Regions from separate parts of the Mus musculus genome. Here region 2 is linked to region 1. Evidence: chromatin contacts called from public HiChIP or PLAC-seq data. All regions are on one chromosome and are shown on one strand. Each heading gives the region's core, a stretch centred on a gene start, on an enhancer-like site or on the middle of the called end of the contact. The rest is flanking DNA. Distances are from core to core; before and after follow the strand shown.

Region 1 (5,021 bases), core at 2,321-4,820:
CTGCACACCGGTCTGGAAGGATGAAGGGGAGTAATGAATGGGTGGGGTCTGCAGGATTCCAGTCTGGCTGGGAGTGAATGTGTTAGTGGAGGGGAAGGTCTTCTCCAAGGGTCTTCAGTGAAATAGCTGAGACAATCTTAGCATAAGCACATACCTTTACACATACCTGGGTTTATGTGAATACACTTTATTGGGGTGAACCAGGGTTTTATATATATATATATATATATATATATATATATATATATATATAACCCTGGAGAGTGGGAGGAGCTTCTTCTTAGAGTGACGTTTCATTGGCTGAGGCTTAGGTATTAGAGATGTCTCATTTGCATGGAGAGGCATATTCCAGGAATTTGAACCTGGAATTTCCCCCATGTCGATAGAATGTGGAGGTTGGGCTCCCCCATCAGGCAGAGAAGAGGAATCCTTGATAAGAACAGGGAGTCCTCTCTTTAATGCCAAGCTCCTGAAAGATGTCTGGAAGTGGTAGACTACAACCTTAGTAGCGAGGTGCTAAGATGCAGAAGCTATGGAAGGGTGCTGCTTACTTGCTTGCTCCTCATGACTTGCTCCATTTCCATGCGTTCGTAAACTTTTTGTTGCTGATAATCCAGCTTGGTGGTGTTATTTTCAGTTTCTCCTGTCTGTTGAGACTTGTTCTGTGTCTGAGTATACGGTCAATTTTGGAGAAAGTTCCATGATCTGTAGAGAAGAAGGTATATTCTTTTGTGTTTGGATAAAATGTTCTGCAAGTAACTGTTAGGTCCACTTAGTTTATAATGTCTGTTAGCTCCAGTATTTCTCTGTTTAGTTTTTGTCTGGACGACCTCTCTGTAAGGGCGCTCCTCAGAGTCTACAAAAACACCCAGACACCAAGTTCTCAGCACAAAGACAATTACCCTGGAGAGACAAGCTGCTGGGTAATGGGACAGGACTTGGCAAGCAGGGAAGATACTGCCTCTGGATCAGACAAAGATAGAAGTCTGTGTTTTTTCAGGAGTTGATGTTTAAGGAGAAAATGGAAGGAAGTCTGTGCTATGATGAGTTGGTAAGACCTGACTGGACAGGTTAGCCAGTGGTAAGACCTGATTGGACAGGTTAGCCAGTGGTAAGACCTGATTGGACAGGCTAGCTAGTGGTAAGACCTGATTGGACAGGGTAGCCAGTGGTAAGACCTGATTGGACAGGTTAGCTAGTGGTAAGACCTGATTGGACAGGTTAGCCAGTGTAACCAAAGAATGAATTTTGACTTCTGGACCTTGACGATTTGATAGTTGGATCTTGGTGATCAGTCTCAGGAATGAGTCAATGCCTAAATAAGGGAATGGCCCTTGGAGGCTAGCTTCAGGAATGTTATCTAAGGGTTTAACAAAGAAGAGGGGAGGAGAAAGTGCAAAACCTGCCAGCGCAACGCCATGCTTGCCATGTTTGGCCCTGTTAGCCCTTCACTGTCTATTGGCAAGAGTTGGGCATTGCAGTATCCCACTATCAGTGTGAGGATCAATGCATGATTTCATCTGTATTTAATCCTATTATGAACTTGGGTGCCTTGGAGTTTGCTTCATAGATGTTAAAAATTGCAATGTCCTCTTGATGGATTTTTCTTTTGGTGAGTATGTCGTGTCCTTCCCTATCTCTTTCTGATTATTTTAGTTTGAAGGCTATTTTGTTAGATACTACAATGGCCACACAAGCTTGCTTCTTAAGTCTGTTTGCTTGGAATACTTCTTCCAGAAAGCCGATGGCTCTGAATCCATTCGGTTCAAGATGCTTTTTGGGTTCTTCTGGAAGAAGGATGCCTAGGTTTTTGGACTCTACTGGAGTCATATTGTCCCAGTTGTTATTTACTGTGTTTTTTATGCTGTCACCTAGGGTTTGGGAAGATTGTAATTCTAGATGTTTAAATCTGCTTTTATGTTGTTGGATAGGTGTTTCATTCATTGGTTTCTGTTGCCCTCTCTGGTTTTTAGGAGGGTCTACTAGTTGTGTAATATCTAGTAGTTAATTCTTCTGGGTTGCTGCCAGGAGTGACCACTAGGGTTTCTGGGTAAAATGTGTTTCTACGTATTGGGATCTGATGCTGAGGAATTCGGATGGACTAGGAGGCAGGATATGAGATGGTCCGCAGTAGGGAAAAAAAGCAGTGTTGTCTGCTAGGATCTGTTTATTCCTCTGGGAATGGGGGCAGAGAGTGAGGAGAGGCCACAACAGCTAGTCTCTTATGGACCTGGAACGAGATTAGAGGATGGATGTGGAGGAGAGGAGAAAAAGATCTGAAGCTCACCCACCTGTTTCTCTGGTCTGCTTGCTTCTCTGTAGGCTTGACTGGCGAGTTGCTAGGGATGCCTACTGGAGTCGTGGGTTGGGATAACAGGATGGAATGATGGGAAAAGCTGGAGAAAACCTGAGTAGTCTGCTAGAGAGCAGAGGAAGACTGTGAGTCGCCATTGTTGAAGTGACCAGCACTTATAGACACTTGGTGTGAATTCAAGTGTGCTGGACACCCCTTTCCGTCTTGAAGGGATGGGGAAGTACAAGAAGCTTTGGCAAGAAGTGTGTGTGTGTGTGTGTGTGTGTGCGCGCGCCCGCGTGTGCATGTGTGTGCCTATGTGTTGCTGGTCTGAGGAATGTATACATTCACACAGAAATGGCCAGGCTACAACTCTAAAGGAGCAAATTCCTTTCCTCTACAAAAGGAAGATATTAATGTCAAAGGTAAATTGGACTGCGGTCATGGTTTTTCCTAAGGATGAATTCTGACTTCAAAGGTCCTGGCTTCTCAAAAAGCCGACAATACCTGCCAGGTAAAAACCATGGTTCTTCTCACAATTCCCACAAGATGGCAGCATTTCACCAAAGATGTCCCTCTCGTTGCCTATAAGAGAAAGAAGTGGAAATCAGTAGAGGACTAGTTGAGAATTCATAAAAGCAGAAAGAGCCCCAAATAGTTCCAAACCCTGGTGGCCCTCCAATTAAATGAAGCTCTTTAGCTTGAGCAGTTGCCTTCTAATACAATGGCTTCCCGCTTCCTACTTCTTAAAACAAGGCCCATCTGATACTCCAGTGCCGGTGCTGTGTTCACCACATGAGGGCGGTGAAGTCCCTTTGACGGCAGAGGATCGATAGTTCTGAATCTATTTTTTTGAAGATGCTTTGGGTTCTGGGACTGGATGAAGGGTGTCCAGTCACCTCTTGGCACCATGGAAGCCACTCACTCTTTCTCCATTATCAGTCTAATCAATATGGTGATTTTCCTGCCTTCAGCCCCCATGGCTCTACAGTTGACCGAGCCTTCTTGAACTCTACTTCAGGCTTCTTCTGAGCTCCCAGCTCAGCCCTATCTGATCCTTTTTGGGTTCCGGAGAAGAGGGAGTGCTATCAGTATCTGTAGTGAGTGTACTTGGAGATACATGCTGACGATCACAAGATGGGTGACTCTGTCACACTGGAGACAGAGAGAAGACACGAGGAGAGTCACAAGTTTGGTGTTGCTTACAGTAGTGGTACAGAACCGTCTCCACTCTCTTGAATTAGGTATGCCTCCAGGATCAACGGTAGCTTTGAGAACAACATCAAGGCTGTTGTGGATCCTTCACTCCACCCTCCCGCACCAGACTCGAGTCAGCGTCCGCTCTTACACCATAGCATGCTATTGCTTTGGCAACCAGTTCTTAGGTCAGCATTGCTGGAGAGAAACAATGGAGAGGATTCAGGAAAAGCATTTAGATGAAGAAAAGCAAGAAAAAGAGGCTTTCTGGGGTGTAAGTAGCTTGAGGTTTATTGGGGATAAAAGGGGGTGGGGAATAAGTGAGTGGGTGGACAGATTGGTGGATGTTGTTCGTAGAGAGGAAGTAGGCTTTGTAAAATCTCTTCAGTGTCTGCCCCACCCCATCCCTGCCACCCCTGTATTTCAGGATGCTGTCTGTGTCTCTGTCTGCCTTGCTACTTCTCAGATTGTATCTGGTGCTGAGTGAGGCAATACTTGTTGGCACTCCCAACCTACACACTCTGTGTTTACAGACAGTTATCATATCATTAGTCATTGCCTAGCAAGTACCGCTTTCATGTTTCCACATCTGGGTCCCTCCCACCCCCTCAGCTGTGTGTGCCCCACTCTCTGATCTCCTTCCAACACTTCCTTCTTCTTCAGACCCCAGAGATCTTCACAGACAACTTGTTGTCTCAGGTAAAAGATCAAAGTTATCAAGGAATGATGGGGGCATGTTGTGTGGACTCAGGGGAGAGCTAATACTTTTCACAACAGTTCTAAAGCCAGAACCAGAACCAAAGAAACTCCATTACTGCACACCCCATTTGCACACAATGTCTAAACTCTTTTTTAAAGTACATGAGTACTGCAATTCAGACCCATGGCATTTTGAAAGCATACCTCTAAAATGGATTGAATACATTTAGCGATTTTCTTTCTCCATTACAGAAAAATCCACTACAGAAGCCATAAACTTTTGTAGAGCAAAGAGGAACAAGACCGAAAGAGAGAGGAAGAGAATCGCAGGAAGGGACCTCAGCCTTGGGCCAGAAGACTTTGCACTCTAAGGCCTTGGCAAGCAGTGGTGCTAGGTGCAGCTATGCATCAGTTGGAGAAGAGATGGGGAGGGGGTGCAGGAAGATGGGGACTGAGTTGATTTGTATCTCTGTGCTTGATTATCTGGCTAGATCAGGAGATGAGAGTAAATGGTAATGAAGCAGCTCCGAGGGAAATCAGGCCAGCACAGCATAAAGGAGAAGCAGGTAAGACTCGGCAGAAAGTGGACATCTCCAACCTTCTGCGGTTTTAATCTGAAAGTCCAGTGCCTGCCACCCAACGTGCAGTGATATCTTCCATATGAGTTCATTCTATCTATTCATGTTCTTGGTCCTTCCCCCTCTTCCCCCATCCCGACAGCCATTCTCTTGCTACAGGTCCATTACTTATGTCATCATTTGCGATATCACACGGGTGCTCTTCTCCCTCTGCACACCATCCCCACCCCAGTCACAGTTCTATACCAAACCTC
Region 2 (5,054 bases), core at 57-2,556, 1.2 Mb after region 1:
AAGAGAGGGAGAAACAAAAAGAAATTAATTTTGCTGTATCACTTGACAAGTCTTTAATGCGGGATTTTTGAACCTCATGAAATTACACAGAAAATCCTACCCAGGTATGTGCATACAGTGTGCGCATGCTTTTCTAGGAAAAGCCCGATGCTTCCAAAGGGGGATGAAAATGCCAAAAGACTGATAGCCATTGCCTTTAACAGTTCACAAATATCTTTCTACTCTTACATGTTTCAGGGGGGGAAAAAAACCTGTTTACAAAATTTACCAGTGAAATCCAAATCTCATCGCAAATCTCACATTTCCAGACTCCACAATGTGTAACATTCACAATTAAGATAGAAATTATCCAAAAGTTCTTATTCCCTGCAAACCTTTCTTGGTTTGCTGTAACGAAGAGAAACAAGGACAGAATTACTTAAAAGGGCAGTACATTTTATCCAACTCCTGAATAATCAGGATATAGAGGATACGGTCACATGAGCGAGCTTCTAATTTTATTTATACATATAAATATATATATATATATAAGAGTTACAATTGTAGACAAAGAGCCAAGTTTCAACTTTGTATAGTTTAACAATTTGGAGGAACTATCAAAAAAACTCTTGCAACTTCCAGGAAGACCTGCAGAATTAGTTCTACGAGCTCACAGAAAAAGTTTACATGCCCACAAGTCCAGGCAGTTATTTTACAACTGCCTCACAATGTAATTTAATACAACAGCAGCAAAATCATATGCTTTTGAAGCACCGGCTGTGATTAGCGACTGCTGTCGCTAAATAATACAGTCCTAGTTAAACGACAGTAGCCTTCCTTTCAAATCTATGGTCCTTTAAATCTGGCAACAGTTCAAACACAACTTAACACAAAAATCTCAACCTAGGTGAAGTCAAAGAAATCATCCCGAGGTCTGTTTCCCTTCCATGCCCTTGGGGATCGCACCACTTTGTGCACAGGGACTGAAAGGTTAACCTCAAACTCACTCCCGAGCAGGGCAGCCTGGAAACGTCGGCAGAGGATGACCGGCACGATCACCCGCCTGCTGCGACTCCAGGCGTTGTCCCGGCGGGGCCGAAACGAGACGGGGGCGCGCCGTCAGCGGAGAACGGGCCTCGGGCCTCGGCAGCGGACACCGAACCTGGCGAGGGGCAGGAAACAAACGGCGGACACACCTGGCGGACCTCAGCGACCTGTCCTGCGTTAGCCGGCGAGCGTCGGCCTCTCCCCGGATCCGCCGCCGCCGCCCCTCCTCCGCGGCCCAGGGCCACCTCCACGCTCCGCTCCAACGTGGCAGCCGCAGCCCCGCCTGCGGGCCGGCACTTCCGGGTGCGGCAACTCGCCACGCCCACCCGGCCAGCCGGCACTTCCGGGAGCAGCGGCTCGCTCCTCCCACCCCGCGGGACAGCACTTCCGGGAGCAGCCACTCCGGTAGGCTAGTCTGGCCGGAGGTAAGGATTCAGCCGCGCGGCGTGAGGAGGCGCCTAAACTTCAGGATGCATCCGCTTGGCGGTAGATCAAGGGGAAGTCGAGCTGGGCGTCTCCGTCGGGGAAGGAGAGCGGTGACCGCGAGGACGCCACGTAGCACTCCTGTGAGGCGTCAGCAGCTGCTGGCGACAATACCCACACTAGACAAGGCGGGCGAAAACTGGCTGCAAGGACCGGTTCAGTTTGTGACTCGGCTAAGTTAATTATTGGTTTTGCGTCTTCCCTTTGAGAACTTACGTGATTTTGTCGCACACACCCAAAGGCTTATACTCTATAGAGGCTTAGCTGCGTGAGTGAGGTATATCGAATTAAGTTCATATTCTTAATATTTCAGTAGCTATCCATGGTATTCAAACCTATTAGCACTCGCCCTGGGCTACCGGAACAAAATAAGCGTGTGTGTGTGTGTTGCTCTCAGATTGGAGCATTGAGATTTTCGTTTAGGGATATAGATAGATAGATAGGTAGGTAGGTAGGTAGGTAGGTAGGTAGGTAGGTAGGTAGGTAGATAGATAGATAGATAGATAGATAGATAGATAGATAGAGATAAAGATATAAACCAGTAACTGGAAATGTAGAAGCTGGTCTGTAGAGCAAAAGAATGAAATGGGTGCTGAATTGGGCCCATGCATATGATGCCACCACACTCAAGAAGTAGAGGCAGAAAGATCAGGAGTTCGAGGCTAGTCTAAATCCAGGTCACCTTAGGCTGCAAGAGAGCCTTTCTTGAAAAGCAAAAGAAAATACACCACCACCAAAGGCTGGAGAGACGGCTTAACAGTTGAGAGCACTTGCTGCTCTTACAGAGGGCTTGGGTTTATTTCACAGAACCCATACGGCAGTGCACAAGTATTTGTGACTCCAGTTTTAAAGGACCCTACACCATCTTCTGACCTCCAGCAATATCTGCATGCAATAAAGCACATACATAAATACAGGCACTCAACACATAAAAAGTGAATAAACCATAAACAACAAAAGAAATTAGGTGCTGAAATTCTCTATCCCAACTTAAGCTAGGTCTAGTACATTTCTGTACATTTTAACAAGATGGGGTTGGTTTGGGACCCTTTGGTCCCAGACACTTAAACTATCTCCCTTAGAGCTCCCAACCTTAACGTATGTGCTGCCTGGTTGTACTTTTAATTTAAGGTGGGATTATTTCATCAGTGAACTCAAGCCAGATGAAAATCACTTGTCATAAACTATTAGCACCTGGACTGAACTGAGATCTCCTAACTTATTACCCTTGTTGACCACACCCAAGTCTCCTGTAACACCTTGCTTATAGACTCCTTACATGAATGTAATTTTTGTTTGTTTGTTTGTTTTTGGTTTTCGAGACAAGGTTTCTCTGTGTAGCCCTGGCTGTCCTGGAACTCACTCTGTAGACCAGGCTGGCCTCGAACTCAGAAATCCGCCTGCCTCTGCCTCCCAAGTGCTGGGATTAAAGGCGTGCGCCACCACGCCCGGCTGAAAGTAATGCTAGTGATGCTTCTTTATTGAACACAAGGTATCAGCAAGCTGGACTTTGAGGCAGAAGCAGGAAGATTGTGAGGCCAGCCTGAACTGCATGGTGACTCCTTGTCTTTCCATGCTGAGGGTATACTTTATAGTGGGAGTTTTTGCATAGCATACACAAAGCTGTTTGATCCCTAGCAACAAGCTGGTAGTCAGAAGTACTGGAAAGTGGACATGTCTTTTATTCACCCCCTCTGTGTTCTACATATGTATTTCACTTTAAAAAGCAAGTTTACAGAGTTGAGAAAATGGTGGCCCGGCCCACCCCACCCCAGCATGAGGATAGGACCTATGTATCAGCTTAGGGCAGCAGCCACCATCTGTCACTCCAGCAGTAGAGGGACGGAGACAGGCAGTGATCCCTGGTATAACCAACAGCTGTCCATGAACTTGCTAACCTGTCTAAGTGGCTGGGATTCAGTCCTGTACCACCAGGTTGACTGTGGGGGACTGGTGGTAAAGTGATAGTTGTACAATATCAGAGTTTGCAAAGGACCACCTGCCCCTATCAAGGAAAACCTAGTACCATTCACAAGTCTTTTAGCTCATCTCAGTCAATTTATTAATCAAGCCTTGTTCCATGAGAATGAAACTTTCAGAAAGAAAGTTCATTTCCAGACTCTACTCATTGAAGCCAGAATGGAGGTAACTAAACACCTATGTGGTGGATAGAGTCAGTAAAATTCACCATTCAGATAGAAGACTGCAGGGAGAGGTGGCAGCGCTCGCTGCCTGTCACACAGCTCTTGATTCCTGCGATGCAAAGAACAAGTCTGACTGGTTAGTGTTCTCTGTGGCATTGCTGTCACACATCCTGCAGCGCCTCAGAAAGGCCTGGTTGTGGCTGTTTAGGTCTCTTCTGGAGCTTCAGGCAGCATGAAATCTTTTTACTCTTAACTATGTGTCTATGGAAAGGTCGGGTGGACGTTGATCCAGGCGTCAGTTCATCCTTGGTTCCTCTGAAAAGAACATTAGCTCTTAACCTTAGGCTATGTCTCCAGCCCTTACATGAAATCTTGAAGCTGTCCTTACAGGAGCACCAGTCATGACTAGCTTTTATCCAACTGCCAAGACGGGCATTGGGCTCCAATTATGTAAGCTAGTTGCACTTTGACTTTAGGGGGTAAATGTGACCAGAAAGGAGATGACAACCTTAGGAGCCTCCTGCGTTGTGTCAGCAACTGGTTATTTTGTTTCACTGGGTTTTAGAAGATGGGTACAACAGAGGAAGAGGGAAAGAGCAAGGCATGGTGGCACATGCCTATAATGCCAGTGTGTGGGAGAGAGGCACAAAGACAAGTTGGAGGTAATGCTCAGCCTGTGCTAGCATTCTCTTGAGAAGACATAGCAGCCTACAGTGAGCTGAGGAACACAAGTAGCCCATGACTGTTAAGTCAGCCCTAGAACTGGAATTTGTATTGTGAAGAAATGATTGCACTTAAGGAAGTTCCAGAAACTTACCTCCCAATGCCGAGGCTACAGCAATAGAAGAGGCCTGACCCCTGGGGAGGAAGGGGATCAATCAGTGACCCCAACTAACAGGGCATCCCCAAGAGATCAAGGGCCCAATCGATATCCAAGGGACAACCCTCTTAAAGGGGTGTTTTACCTTATGGAAGACTCCTGACAAGGTCATGAACCCTGGGTTCCAGTTACTGGATGAGATGTCATAAAGTCCTCAGATGGATTCGGTCCCAGTGATGCAGGCCAGAAGGGAAAGACAGTGCAGCAAAAAAGAAGTGATGGAGGTTTGGATGAGGTACAGCCTGTTGGGTACGCAGATTCTACCCCTCAGTGGCTGCCAACCCGAGGAGCCTAGGAAAGTGACAAGCTGCCTGACAAAGGGGACAGCAGGTCCCTACCAGACAAAGCAAGGCAGTGTGACATACTACAGACACAACTAACAGGCAGGAATGATAAACTCTCCTACAAAGACCAGGAACACTGGTCCCCGACACCCCTGCTGGGGACCTTTGGGTGTCACCAGAAAGTTGCCCTGACCACTTGATTGAAGGAGAGCCCTAACTCAGAGGAAAAGAGGAGTT

The links. HiChIP or PLAC-seq counts read pairs in DNA pulled down with a chosen protein or histone mark.
Region 2: a FOXA1 HiChIP or PLAC-seq map of pancreatic cancer cells shows a contact between it and region 1. The contact joins the promoter of Sec31a here to the enhancer-like site in region 1. A contact is called at or near these places in 4 of 39 promoter capture datasets (the SN4741 cell line, hippocampal neurons, maxillary cranial neural crest and 1 more) and 2 of 115 datasets of contacts at active chromatin or transcription factors (astrocytes and pancreatic cancer cells).

The regions. Positions count from the first base shown.
Region 1 is chr5:99,199,666-99,204,686 of GRCm38.p6, forward strand. No RefSeq gene overlaps it. Among named protein-coding and RNA genes, the nearest start is that of Rasgef1b, 51 kb to the right of the region's middle. Within about 2 kb of position 3,571, at least 28 of the 459 cell types and tissues checked have an H3K27ac peak or open chromatin away from gene starts, as enhancers often do. A contact at or near this core is called in pancreatic cancer cells, where this site is marked.
Region 2 is chr5:100,414,928-100,419,981 of GRCm38.p6, forward strand. It overlaps Sec31a (Sec31 homolog A (S. cerevisiae)), which reads right to left and starts at 1,307. Exons shown (of 28, transcript NM_026969.1): 1 at 1,176-1,307.